2 separate regions of the Zea mays genome follow, and region 2 is linked to region 1. The links are chromatin contacts, called in public Hi-C maps. All regions are on one chromosome and are shown on one strand. Each heading gives the region's core, a stretch centred on a gene start, on an enhancer-like site or on the middle of the called end of the contact. The rest is flanking DNA. Distances are from core to core; before and after follow the strand shown.

The links. Hi-C and Micro-C count contacts between places; a contact is called where the count stands out from the background.
Region 2: a contact with region 1 is called in a Hi-C map of leaf, with 8 times the contacts expected there. The contact joins the promoter of LOC100283441 here to the promoter of LOC100279400 in region 1. A contact is called at or near these places in 4 of 25 Hi-C or Micro-C datasets (ear, leaf and tassel).

Annotation. Positions count from the first base shown.
Region 1 is chr6:6,633,592-6,640,284 of Zm-B73-REFERENCE-NAM-5.0, forward strand. LOC100279400 (Receptor homology region transmembrane domain- and RING domain-containing protein 2) reads left to right here and starts at 4,092. Exons shown (of 5, transcript NM_001152412.1): 1 at 4,092-4,403; 2 at 4,931-5,153; 3 at 5,566-5,790; 4 at 6,077-6,481. The coding sequence starts at 5,012.
Region 2 is chr6:6,839,303-6,846,879 of Zm-B73-REFERENCE-NAM-5.0, forward strand. LOC100283441 (organic anion transporter) reads right to left here and starts at 1,381. Exons shown (of 3, transcript NM_001156342.2): 1 at 919-1,381; 2 at 266-515; 3 at 1-183. The coding sequence starts at 1,029. It overlaps LOC100383733 (RING/FYVE/PHD-type zinc finger family protein), which reads right to left and starts at 5,555. Exons shown (of 6, transcript NM_001176370.1): 1 at 5,211-5,555; 2 at 4,674-4,862; 3 at 4,241-4,555; 4 at 3,188-3,277; 5 at 3,021-3,065; 6 at 1,655-2,927. The coding sequence starts at 5,366. The coding sequence ends at 2,055.

The DNA.
Region 1 (6,693 bases), core at 2,842-5,341:
AGTCCAATTATTTGTGTTGGGCAATTCAACCACCAAAATCATTTCGGAAAAGGTGTGAGCCTATTTCCTTTTCAAGGTGTATGTGGAACAACCCCCTGGCTTTGAGGATGACAGGTACCCCGACCATGTGTTTAAGCTCTCTAAGGCTCTCTATGGACTTAAGCAAGCCCCAAGATCATGGTATGAATGCCTTAGAGATTTCTTAATTGCCGATTCTTTCAAGGTTGGGAAAGCCGATCCCACTCTTTTCACTAAGACTTGTGACGGTGATCTTTTTATGTGCCAAATTTATGTCGATGACATAATATTTGGTTTTACTAACCAAAAGTCTTGTGAGGAGTTTAGCAGGGTGATGACTCAAAAGTTTGAGATGTCAATGATGGGCGAGTTGAACTACTTCCTTGGGTTCCAAGTGAAGCAACTCAAGGACGACACCTTCATCTCCCAAACGAAGTACACTCAAGATCTTCTCAAGTGGTTTGGGATGAAGGACGCCAAGCCCATGAAGACACCTATGGGAACCGACGAACATGTCGACCTCAACAAAGGAGGTAAGTCTGTTGATCAAAAGGCATACCGGTCTATGATAGGGTCATTACTTTATTTATGTGCTAGTAGACCGGATATTATGCTTAGCGTATGCATGTGTGCTAGATATCAATCCGACCCAAGGGAATGTCACCTTATGGTCGTTAAGCAGATTCTTAGATATTTAGTTTCTACGCCTTGCTTCGGGATCTGGTATCCAAAGGGGTCTACCTTTGACTTGATTGGATACTCAGACTCCGACTATGCTGGATGCAAGGTTGATAGGAAGAGTACATCAAGGACGTGCCAATTCCTAGGAAGGTCCCTGGTGTCTTGGAGTTCAAAGAAACAAACCTCCATTGCCCTATCCACCGTTGAGGCCGAGTATGTTGCTGCAGGACAGTGTTGCACGCAACTACTTTGGATGAGGCAAACCCTCCAGGACTTTGGCTACAATCTGAGCAAAGTCCCACTCCTATGTGACAATGAGAGTGCAATCCGCATGACGGACAATCCTATTGAACACAGTCGCACTAAGCACATAGACATCCGGCATCACTTTCTGAGGGACCACCAGCAAAAGGGAAATATCGAGGTGTACCATATTAACACCGAGAACCAGCTAGCCGATATCTTTACCAAGCCATTAGATGAGAAAACCTTTTGCAGGTTGCGTAGTGAGCTAAATGTCTTAGATTCGCGTAACTTGGATTGATCTATAGCATACATGTGTTTTATGGCTTTGATCATGTTACTTCTTGCATTTATGTAATTTGTTGCTTATTTATGGTGCTCAAGTTGTGCAAGGGATCCCCGGACCTCACAAGTCCATGTGTGAATGATGCACATATTTAGAGAGAGAAGTACTACAACTTGACCCTTTGAGACTAACCCTTGTGTTTGAGTTCCTTGATGTAGTCTCAAAGGTGCATTGAAAGGGAAAGGTGAACTTGAACCATGCAAAGACTTCCACTGCACTCCGGTATTAGTGTACTCACCTCCAAGTTCATTCTTATGCTCTTATTGCCTTTTTTGCTCTTAATTGACAATTTTGGTAAGGCAATGGGGTTAAAGGGCCAATAATGATCCTGTTTTGGTGCTTAATGCCAAAGGGGGGGAAATTAAGGCTAAAGCAAATGGATCAGCTACCACTTGTGAATTTTGAAAACAATAGAGTTAGAACTTTTTAATTTGTCAAAATACTCTTATTGCAAAAATTGGTCTCTTGTGGGGAGAATTTATGATTATGGGAAAAAGGGGGAGTTTTGGATCTTAATCAATTTCACTCTTGGAATATCTCTCTTTATGCCCAAACAAGTGAGTTTGACTTAGAGATAGGAAAATGAATTTGATTTGCAAAAACAAACCAAGTGGTGGCAAAGAATGATCCAAATATGCCAAATTAGAGTAAAAAACAATTTGGTCCTTATTTGCATCGATGTTGCACTTATTTTTGTTGCTTCTTGATGTGTTGGCATAAATCACCAAAAAGGGGGAGATTGAAAGGGAAATGTGCCCTTGGGCCATTTCTATAATGTTTTGGTGATTAAGTGTCCAACACATATTAAGTGAGTCGATTATGTGCCAAACAGGCAAGAAGTGCAAATCATGTAACAAGGTACATTTCTAGACTTAGTACATTGTGTTGAGTACTAACATATATTGTCTAAAGTGCTAGAAATAGAGAAAAGAAGAAAAGAAAAGAATTGCAAAAGACATGGCTGGGTGCAGCGAAGTCCAGCTCGGCTTGGCACATCGGACTGTCCGGTGCGCCAGGCCAACCTCCGGTGAACAGGCCACTCTCGGAAAAAATCGGTGGCGTACGGCTATAATTCATCGGACTGTCCGGTGGTGCACCGGACTGTCCGGTGAGCCAACGGTCACCAGCGCAACGGTCGGCCGCGCAATCCACGGGCGACGCGTGGCCCGTGCCAACGGTCGGCAGGGGGCACCGGACTGTCCGGTGCGCCAACTGGCCTGAAGGTTCAACGGTCATCTGCGCTAGAATAGGAAAGAGATCGGCACCAGACCGTCTACAGTGATTGTCCGGTGGTGCACCGGACCGTCTACAGTGACTGTCCAGTGGTGCACCGGACTGTCCGGTGTGCCACCCGACAGAAGGCAAGGATGACCTTCCTTGTTGGCCTCCAACGGCTCCTAGCTGCCTTGGGGCTATAAAAGGGACCCCTAGGCGTATGGAGGAGTCACCCAAGCTTACAAGAAACATTCTAAGACTTCAAGACTCCAACTTCGCGCATTTGATTCTTTGAGATAGTGACTTGAGCTCCATTTGAGTTGTGAACTCCGTGGGTTGTGTTTTGAGCTCAAGTTGTGACTTGTGTGCGTGATTGTGCTGTGATTTGAGTCTTGTGTGTGTTGCTCTCCCCTCCCTTACTTCTGTGCTTCTTTTGTGATCATCATTGTAAGGGCGAGAGGCTCCAAGTTGTGGAGATACCTCACAAACGGGAGAAAGACTAAGAAAGGAAAAATCATGGTATTCAAGTTGATCATCGGATCACTTGAAAGGGGTTGAGTGCAATCCTCGTCCATTGGGACGCCACAACGTGGAAGGAGGCAAGTGTTACTTGGCCGAACCACGGGATAAAATCACGTGTCTCTTGTGTGCTTTCTCTTTGATTGTCTGTTCACAAGAGCTCGTTTCAAGCTACTTAGTCGTTCTAACTTTTATAACTAAGTTTCGTGACTATTAGTGTTGAATTTTACAGGATCACCTATTCACCCCCTCTAGGTGCTCTCAGTATCGTAATTAGGGGTACCTGTATTACGCCCCTAAAACAAGCTTAACCCCAAGACCAACATCAGACGCATTCCTCGAGGTCAATAGAGTATAAAACACGCTTCGCCCAAAGCACCTCCCGACGGTCACCCATAACTCCGCTTCACCCGAGCCTGCCTCGGACATGGTACATACTCGGGAGAATCCTCGCCTCTGCTGAGGTCCCCTCTCCCTGGAACTGTTGTCTCCTCGCCCCGAGCCCGTCTCGAGCAAGGAGGACAACCCCAAGGCTGGTCTGAGTCGAAGGCCGCAGGAGACATAAGCATTCAATGCATATACCTACCTCACGTAACATCGCAGGTGAACATGAGAGACAAGACCGCGGTCCTGTCGGACTTCACCAACTACGATGATGCATGAGGCCACTGTTCCCCTACGCTACCTGCTAACTCCTAATGGGACACACATACGACAAAAGTGAGAGCTGGTCCTCGGGCGCTAGCTCTGCCTCGCCCAAAGTCGGACTCAACCTTGGGACAAACTCTGGCTCGTCCGAGCCCGGTCTCGACTACCTGCTCCATACGAATCCCGTAGGAGACTACTCCTTCAACTGTGTCGCGCACGTCTACGAATCCTTGAGCGGACTCGGTCATGGTCTCGGGCGAACTTCCACCTTGCTCGAGCCCGGCCTCGGTAGGCCTCTATAAGGCCGGTAGGCCTCTATAAGTACTATATTATTTATATCAGTGATATTATTTATATTAGTGTAGCCATCAGTGTATTTATATATTCCGTGAGATCAAACCATAGATTCTTTCATTCAGCTCTGATGGCTTCGTTCCATTGCAAACCACCTCCCGTTCTGATTTCTGCGGGCGGAATTCCATAAGGCCCTCCCCCCTCCCCTATCCTCCTCCCCTTGCCACTCCAATTCCTCTGCAAAATTTTCTCATGGCAGCCGACGTTTCCATCCGCACTCGATCCGCCTCAACCACCCGCTAATTCCTCCTAGTTCTAGACTTCTAGTCTCCTCTCTCTCTCTCTCTCTCTCTCTCTCCTGCGCCGACTCATCTTCATCCTCGTCTCACCTCCCTGCTGCTGCTGACGCTGCTGCCGGCAAGATCAAATCGTTCAAAAGGTGCGGCCTTTTCTCCTCGCCGGCGCGTTCGTTCTAACGCAATCTGCAAAGATTTGTTGTTTTTTTACTGCTATGTGTTGATGTGGGAGACGCCGTCCTCACCCGATTCGATGTGGGATTGCTCCGCGGAATTTTGGGCGGGACTGATGCCTCTTTCACAGGGTTTTTCTTTTTCTTTTTGGGCGATTTCGTGCTCAAATTGACATCTTCTAACCAGTCCAATGCACTTTTCGTACCCGTGTACAAGACCCTGGATTTCGGCGAATTCTAGATGGATCATGTGAGTGCTCTTTTCCCATGACCGTGGAAAACAAATACCTCCTGCTGCTTTCTGAAAGCAGGCTGTGAAAAGAAAAATATGACTTTGGCCTGTGAATTGTGATCTTGTTATTCTAGGCCTCTACTATCTTCAGTGGTGATACAATCATACAATACACTGTACAGACTGTTCGTGTTATGTGAAGTTGCGTCGCTCCTGCTTTTCCATTTCAATCAATGTTGTTAACTTTACTAATATATGATTGCAGGTGTTTTAGGTGATTGGTGCTTTCGACCTCATTAGTGCCTTTTGTTCAATTGCTGGACCCAAGGAGCAGAGTTCTGTCGACATGGCATCTCCAAGAGGAAGGATGTCATTTCCCCTTCGTTCCTTTCTGATGATCTGCCTCATGGCTCAGCTGGGAGCTTCCAATGTTGTACTCATGGCGAACAACACTACCCTGTCGTTCGACGACGTCGAGGCAATTTTTAGTGAGTGCTACACATTATTACACTGTCTCCATGAGGCAACTTTTAGTGTGTGCTACACATTATTACACTATCTCCATGTATCTCTGTACATCTCAATAGCAATTTGATATTCTAATGGCAACACAAGCAAAGCTAGTTAGCTGTGGTTTTTCTCAAACACACAAGTGAGTTGCCTATCATTATATTATTAAGAAGAAGAAAAACCGTATAACAAACACGTAGTTCAATCAGACACACCAGTGCATTCTTGATTAGCTGTTGTTGTTATGTTATGTTTTCTTTAATGGTAAATTGTCCTGTTCTTCGCGATTGGTGAATAATGGGTTGATTTCTTTTTTTATTTCCTTTAGCCCAGCTAGTTAGATGGCATCATTCGTGGATCTTTATGATTCTTTTTTTTTTCTTCCTGCAGCTCCAGCAGTGAAAGGTTCAGGTGTAAATGGTGTCCTTTATGCTGTGGAACCTATGGATGCATGCAGTCCATTGAAAACAAAAGCGATAGGAGGCTCTGTCTCACCATTTGCGTTGGTTATAAGAGGCGGTTGCCATTTCGATGACAAAGTTAGAAATGCTCAGAATGCTGGATTCAAGGCTGCTGTAGTATATGATACTGAAGACAACGGTGTCCTTGTTTCAAGTAATGATCCAGACATCATTTCTTTTTTTTACCATAGCATCAGTTACATGCAATTCTTTATCAGTACGCGGCTACAAGCATTTGATTATTTCTTGTCCATAATTCTGATTAAACTGTTAAGAGGAAAAATAAATTTGTAAAGCAGCTCTAAACTATTATATCGGTTCCATTGAAACTGAAAGGTAGAGAACTGAAGTTATCAAACCTCAATGGTAAAACTTTTACCATTTAGAGTAGTTGGTGAGTGCATATACTTGCAATATTAATTAAGCCAGGATTATTGCAGTGGCTGGAAGCTCGTCTGGAGTCCACATATATGCCGTGTTTGTCTCTAAAGCGTCAGGGGAGGAGCTGAAGAAATATTCAGGCCAAACTGACGCAGAGTTGTGGATAATACCAACATACGCGAACTCGGCTTGGTCAATCATGGCAATTTCATTTATATCACTGCTTGTTATGTCTGCTGTCCTAGCCGCGTGTTTCTTTGCGAGGAGACACCAGATAAGACGGGACAGGGCTCGACTTCCCCAAACTCGGGAGTTCCATGGAATGAACAGCCGGTTAGTTAAAGCAATGCCAAGTCTTATTTTCACGAAAGTGCAAGAAGACGACTGCACATCAGCAACATGCGCCATTTGCTTGGAAGACTACAGTGCTGGAGAAAAGCTAAGGGTTCTACCTTGTCGACACAGTATGTTTCTCTCACATCTATTTAACTGATGGTTTGGTAGTTTGTGGTCTATTCATTTCATCTGAACTGAATAGTTCTGTATTTTTTTGCTAGCTTGAGATTTCAGGTTGATTGTATATTATTACCATACAAGATTTCACACGCATTCAGCAACTTTATTTTGCTTCCTGGTTTAATGATGTTGCGTACATTGAATTTTAGTTGAGTGCATG
Region 2 (7,577 bases), core at 131-2,630, 200 kb after region 1:
GCGACTCTGCCAGGATGGTCTTGGTGGACGTGGCCAGGCACCCCACCAGCGCGGCGCAGAAGCCAGCCGTGTTGAAGCTCAGCTCCGTCACGGAGGTGACAAGGATTCCTCCAACGATGGGCACCAAGGACGCCCAGATGCGCCACTCAAAGTATTTCCTCCAAACCAGCCACTGAAGAACCACTGGAAAGACAGACAAATGAGCTGGTGAATGATCGTTATCAGTCTCAATGGTGGATCGAAAAGACAAAACCAATTAACTGACCTGTCGTTGCCGGAGTGAACGACTTGATCGTCTGCATGAATGACACTGGTATGTACCTCAGGCTCACGTTCCCCAGCACGATGTTGACGCAGAACACCAACGACATGGGGAATATCCTCCTCCACCGGTCCTCCGAGGCCACCTCGATCAGCGGCTTCGTTCTCAGGACTTTGATCGCGATGTAGGCTCCGATGGAGGAACATATGAAGTGGACGCACGACACCGTCAGGGGGAACTTGAACTCCAGTTTCTGACAACCCCACACAGAGTCAGCGTCACAGGATAAGAACAGGCTCTTCTTACCATGATTACAATTAAATCTGGAAATCCAATCTACGAACCACCACCGGTTCAAGTAAGTAATTTTCTTTTCAGTCGGACAAAAAAAAAAGGATGATTCCTTTATGTTCCTACCAAATCACTGAAGAAAAAGACGACAACATCATGGGGGCGATTAATCTGCACCTATCGAACGATTGGATGAAGGCAAGAACTAAAAAGAGACGAAATCTCTTGGTTGTCCTGACGGATCCACCCCTAAATCCCCTTGAATGAATATATATATAACTACATACATGGCCATCTCTGGAAATTGAATTGAAACAAAAAAAGAAGACCAGGATTTAAACAAGAGCAAGCGCGAGGGACGGGACCTGGAAGATCCACTTGTTGATGATGATGACGGTGACGTTGAATCCCCACCACTGGAGGATGGCGAGCACCGCGCGGATGGTGGCGCCGTTCCCCATCTTGGCGTCCTCCATGGGAAACAAAAGGGGAAAAACGCCCGAGCCCGGCCGGCCGCCGGGAGGGATCGGAGGAAGGAGACAAGTGAAACGGGCCGGCGTTCCTCTTCTCTTGGCGTATATGTATGTAATTGATTGTATGTTTATAGTATATATTAATTAATCGATCGATCCGATATGAGAAGCTGCTCCGCCCAGTGATCCAGCACCCACCACTATCCACAGAGGCTCTTCTCTTTTCTTTTCTTGCATCTATCTAGGGTCCGATCGAGGTGGCTTAGAATAGAAGATATAGAGGGATAGGAGGCGACGACATGAGGAGGAAGACGAGTTGAAAGGCGAGGGGATATTCGGTTGCTTCTGTTAGGTTGGGAATTCAGCTGGCGTGAGGACACAAAAGTCGAGGCTGGTGCAAGTGCAGAGAGAGAGAGAGAGAGTTTGCCACGCGTTGCGTGTGCCTTCTCTGCCCCACCCTTCGCCTTTGCTGCTCCACGACTGTTTTCTATCAAAATAATAATAATACTCAAATGACAGTTTGTAATAATCTATGTCAAATTCATACAAGGAATTATTGATAGGTTTGCCTTCCACATGCAGGGTACACATGCTACGAAGGTAATCTCCTCTTTTGTCTACCAAATTTAGGCGCAAACAAGGTACGCTGCATTGATTGACACCAGCGTTCTCTAGGTCATCACAATTCAAACACACACACACACACACACAATGTCCAACAAATAAAAGAAAACGAGTTACAGGCATGTACATATCATCGATAAGCGATGCCACTTACCATCAGACACAACATAACAGCACAACAACAAGCCGAGCGACACTCAAGAATTCCAAAAACGAAATGGCAGCACAGTGAATCAACATCAGCAGCCAACGGGGCATCTTCCTTCCCCCCACGTATACACAACCCATCCATCGATTCTTCAAAGCTACCAGAGCAATGTATACCCCCTCCCTCAGAGGAACAAAAGTATCCTTCCCTTTCTTCTACCCTAGTATGGCCTGTGAAACATCATCCACACTGCTGCCTATTTTTCTGGACCAGCAGATGCCTGCACCTTCGGCCCATTGGCACCAGGAGCACGCTTGACTTTCTCCAGGATCGACTTCTCATACCTCTGCATCCCTTGCACTGACCTCCGCGCGCTACACCGCGTGCAGAACCATTTACCTCTCGGGACAGACTCGCACGGCGGGTCCATGCAGTAGATGTGATAAGCCTCGTCGCAGCCATCGCACAGTACTATTTTCTCATCATCCTTGTCCTTGAAGCACCGTCTGCACAGGCAAGACGGGCAGTACCAGCACTTTAGATTCTTCTGCTTCTCGCTTGCAATCTGTCTCTCTTTCAGGCACAGGACATGGTAGAACTTGAAAGAACATAAACCATGCCCGCATACCATGAACTTCCTGTCCTCGTCTTCGCATGTGCCACAGTTCTTGCACAAGTTCGCTAGAGCAGTCGTTGAGAGGTCTGGTTCGCTGTCTTCGCCCATGCTTGACACTGAGCTCTCCTGCGTTTTGACCGCCAGTTCAGGCTCGCTAACATCTTCAGCAGGCTCTTCTGGCTTCACCACGAGCCACTCGCATACATCACAGCCTTCATGTGACCTGCCATGGTTTTTATGCTTCAAAGCTACGTCTGGCTCAACGCAGCTGGGACAGTACCATTTTGCTGGGGCCTCTTCATCGATGGCAAGCTTCAGACACGAAACATGGTACGCAGCTTCACATCTGTCACAGATAATTCTTCCTTTGCTGTCTGCCTTTCTGCCACAATCCTTGCAAATTCCATCCGATCCAGACCTCCCAGCTCGTTTTGGTATCGTAGAATAGCCAGAATCGCACTGGGGAGTCAACTCCCTTAGGGCTTTGCGGGCAACACCAACCAGGCTTGTTTCCTAATAAATGGTGCAGTTAGTAATGAATGGGGTAACACAAATCCTAACAACAAAACAATGGTCAGCAGACATGTGCATAGCAATGCAACTCACTTCTATCTTGTGTTCAGCCACATCAATTTCTGAAACACCAGAAGCCTACAAAGAATATTTCCATAAGTAAACGACCAGCATAAGCGAAATGATTTCAAAAATACAATGCCATGAATCAAAATATATGGCTATAACCATAAATTATGGCAACAGAGACCTCAGGTTACCTGCTTTTGGTGAGAAGCTTGTGAAATCACTGAGAGACTGCTTGCCAGACCAGCCATTTCTTGGCCAACGTGTTCAAACTTCTTCCATATCTGGATAATAAACCAATATACATAAAGAAACAAACAGCATTGGTGGTGTGTTTTCAACTGTATGTTTACGGTAACTTCTGGGGGTGTTTGGTACATGAAAAACAGCAAACAAAAAATGCAGATGAGAGAAAAATGGAAAAAAAAAATATCAGAGGACCACTTTGGCCATTGAGATATATAGAAGGTACTAACACATTAACCAAATCTAATTGCTTATCCCTTGGTCCCAAAAAAATATTAAGATAACTTTCCTGTTTTTGCCTGCTTTCATTTAAGAACAGCAGTGAACAAGGTAAAAAAATGCCTCCTCACAATACACGGATTGAAGCATACTTATGGAGTAGTTGTGTATGGCAGCGTGATGCAAGCCATGCCCGACTTATGTACATTCATGATTGCCATTGCCTTGTAACCCACTTCAAGATAGAAGCTCAAAGGAGTCAGCAAGGTGAGGCCGAGTGCAGCGGATGACATGGGTGGAGAAGAACAGAGCACAGACTCATGAAGACCAAGGCAGTTGATCCCTTCACAGGAGAAACAGCTAAGATGTCCTTTGTTGGAAAAGGAGGCACTAGATCTCAGATTGACTCCCACCCAGTAGAGAAACATGGCTATGATGTTGCATATATGCCCTTTTGATTGAACATACCTATTCCGGCTACAGTGGTGTAGGAAAAAGATTCTGATGTTTGGAATTTGGATGGCTATTAGAAAAATTTGCAAGGGCCAACCAATGCGATAGAGAAAGAGACCGAAACAGACACAGGAAGAATCATTCCTAACCATATTGCCTTTTGGATCTATGTGGTCAAACAAACAGGCAAAAGGGAACATTTTCAAAATTTGAGCATCGAAAGAACATACTGTAGGTTCTCAAGTAGAACCACATCTATACCTTTATCTATATCAGAGAAAAGAGCACAGGGGAAAAGGAAGAAATAAGTGAAACAAACAAACATGTACCTGCTTGATATCATGGTCAAGCAGCGCATGGTTCTGTGCATAATCCCCATTTCTCATCTTGGCATCAATTATTTGCAAACCAATCACATCGTCAGGCTTACTGACATGGAATGTTGCAGCTAGCAGATCACACAGCATCGCAAACTTCTCGGAGATCAGAATGTCAAAGAGAGCATTATGGCACATCGTTTTGTTGGCTTCCAAAGGTGCAGCTGTTCCGTCTTCTAACTGAACCAAGGCACCACTATTCTCTTCAGAATGTACAGCTCCAACAGGGTCATCTCTGCCTGCTCCTCCGTCGTGAGCTAAGTTCCCCTGGTAAATCCAGAAAACAAATTAGAACCTTTTGTTACGGTAAAGTGAAAAGGTACCATTACGCGAGGTGGACATGCACAGGTTATGTTCAACCTGAAGGACTGGATGGATTACTCACATGTTCTGTGGGAGGGCAACCACTAAATCTGAGCGCAGCTCGGATGCAGCTCTGAATCCCTCCGGAGCCCTGCTTCCCAGCAGTGGATTGTAGGACGCCCTCCAGCGTGTCCCTCCAGTTTCTCCAGTGCCTGCCCAGCGTTTGGCGCCCACCTTGCTGGGAATCGATGGCGTGCACCACCGCGCTCATCTGATTACGCTCAGGGACAAAACAGGGGAATAAAATGTCAAATCTCGTGAAAAGCAAGAGCCATGACTTACCGATAACTCTGCACCCAAGAAGACGCATGCACGCCCAAGAAGACGAGTGGCGGCATTACAAGACACCCTAGACTCGAGAGCAAACGTTGCGAGACACAAAGGGAATCTTCGCAAGACGGAACCGAAATCTGGCCGCATATGAACGAAATCTACAAGTAACTGAAGGCACAACAAGGCTGGAGATACGCTCGCTCTAGTAAAACCCATGTCGCCGTCATAGTAAAGAACGGCAAGCTGGGGGATGGGGGTGCTAGGGTTTGGCGGGGGGAATGCGTACTTCAGCGGGGTCGGGGCCAGACGTGACGGCGCTGTGGCCGGCGTTGGCGCCGGTGCCGCGGCGGCGTCTCTTGTAGGTGACGACGTTGGGCTGGGCCAGGCCTCCCGAAGCGGGGCGCTTGGGAGGGCGGCCTCTGGCGGCGCCGTCGCAGGCCATACGCGGACACAGATAGCAGAGCGCGAGTCCCAGGCCCAAGAAACGGCAGCGAGATTGGGAAGGCGAAGCGCGAGGAGGAGGAGATGGTCAGAGGAGGAGAAGAGGGGCTAGGGTTTGAGGGGGGTGATCTCGGTGGGCAACCCAAGCCGGGAAAGGAAACGCACGCCGGAGCGGGACGAGGAGTTGGGGTGGGAGGGGGGAGGATGAAGCGAAGCCGAAGCGGCTGTCCAAATTGGAGGAGCGGGGGAAACCAGCGAGGGCCCAAAGCATTGTCCTTTGACCTCCTTTTTGGGGTAAGGCTATCTACCCATCCTCATGCCACTCTTACCTTCTATTCAAATATTTCTTTACAATAAATTAGTGATCTTAAATAATTTTATTTAGTTTAAAAATAAATAAAAATAAAACATGATCCTAATTCAATTTGATTCTTAAATTTTATAGTGTGAAATTTAGAACTCGTTAGCACCCCTACCTCTTCATCTTGTCATCACTCATGACACAACTAGGTTAAATTTGTTGGAGAACTTTTCCTCCTCTTTTCTAAAATCTTAGGCCAAGTTTATTTGATTTTCTCACTGGCTTGTCATTATAAAATGTCAGAAGCTGAAACAAACAGCTAACCTTTTTATTTAGCTTTCGGAAAACTATAAACTTAGGAAAGTTGAGTTTATATGGAAAGCCGAGAAGTGTGGTTTTATGGGCTTCTTGTCGCTTGTTGAGTTTAGGAATCTAATAATAAATCTGAAAAGCTATCATTGGCTTCTCAGAATCAAAAGCTCAGCAACAGCAGAAAAGTTGCAGCTCAAACGAACAGGGCAAGTCGTCGAATAAGGCCTGGTTCCAAACCTCTAGAACTAATTGTGAGCCACCTACTAAATTGTTAAGGGGCATAGCTAACAATTATTTGGTCTATTAGCTGAACTGTTCTAAACCTCTTAGCTAATTTTAGATGCTAACTATTAGTTTTAGATGTTTGTAACATGGCCTAAGGTTTATTGATATCGAATCAAGCTTCGATGTCATTGAATTGAGGTTCGTTGACGCTCTACTGCCATTGGATTAAGGTTTGTATGAACGACATATACCATCACTGATGGCAGATCAACCTTTGTTGTCACTAGAGAGCTATGGTGTAAGACATCCGAAGTGAGGACAAGGGAAACAATCATCCCTTTGGAAGATCATCTGGCATTGCTCAGCAAGACAATGTGAGGGGCAAAAACACAAACGGATCCAAACATCCTTGGGTTTATAAAAGAACAAAGACAATTGAAGAACTTGGATGAAGTGACAACCAAGGGGCGATGAAAAAGAAGGAAGCGATGGATAGAGGATGTGTCGGTGTTTCGAACCTATGCTCTGACAAGTAAATTTTTATGACTGTGTTCCGTGACCTGTATGGTGTGCTCGGTGGGCACAAGATTTATACTGGTTCAGATAGAACGTCCCTATATCTAGTATTTAGTGGCTCGCGCTACCGGCACCTTGTTACTCAAAGCTCGTAGTAAGGGTTACAAGCGGGCGAGAGAGGGAGGAGCTATCGGTACCTTGTGAACTTGATCCGTGAGAACCCCAGGTATACAAGGATGACACCCGAGGAGATCCTTGGGAGATTTGTGAGTGGACGCTTGATGGCCAAGGAGGCGAGGTACATTGACAATGTCATCAACAGGCCTTTTCCTCATCACTATGAACCACAACATGTTGCTCTCAACGCAATGAATATCAAGGAGGCGCTCCCCAACAAGGTGGCGCAAATTGCAGGCTTCAATGAAGATGAGATGGCGCTTGTGATCAAGCGTTTCAAGACATCATTGAAGGAACGCAATGAGTACTCCAACAAGAACAAATCAAGGGGAAAGCGAGTGTGCTTCAAATGCGGTAAGGCTGGTCATTTTATTGCACAATGTCCTGATAATGATGACCAGGCACAATAAAAGAGCACTATGGGGAAGGAGAAGAAAAGGTTTTACAAGAAGAAGAAGGGTGAGACACACATCGACAAGGAATGAGATTTGGACTGCTCTTCATCCGACTACGACAACAAAGGACTCACGACCTCGACCTTTGTCATGTCTACCCTTGTTGGTACTTGATTTCAATCCCTGAAGTTATCCAAAATCAAGGCAACACAAGTTAAATATTTGGACCTTCGTTCTTTGGTTTAACACTTCTTTGAAGTGTTAGCGCGAAGGATGAAGGTTTTCA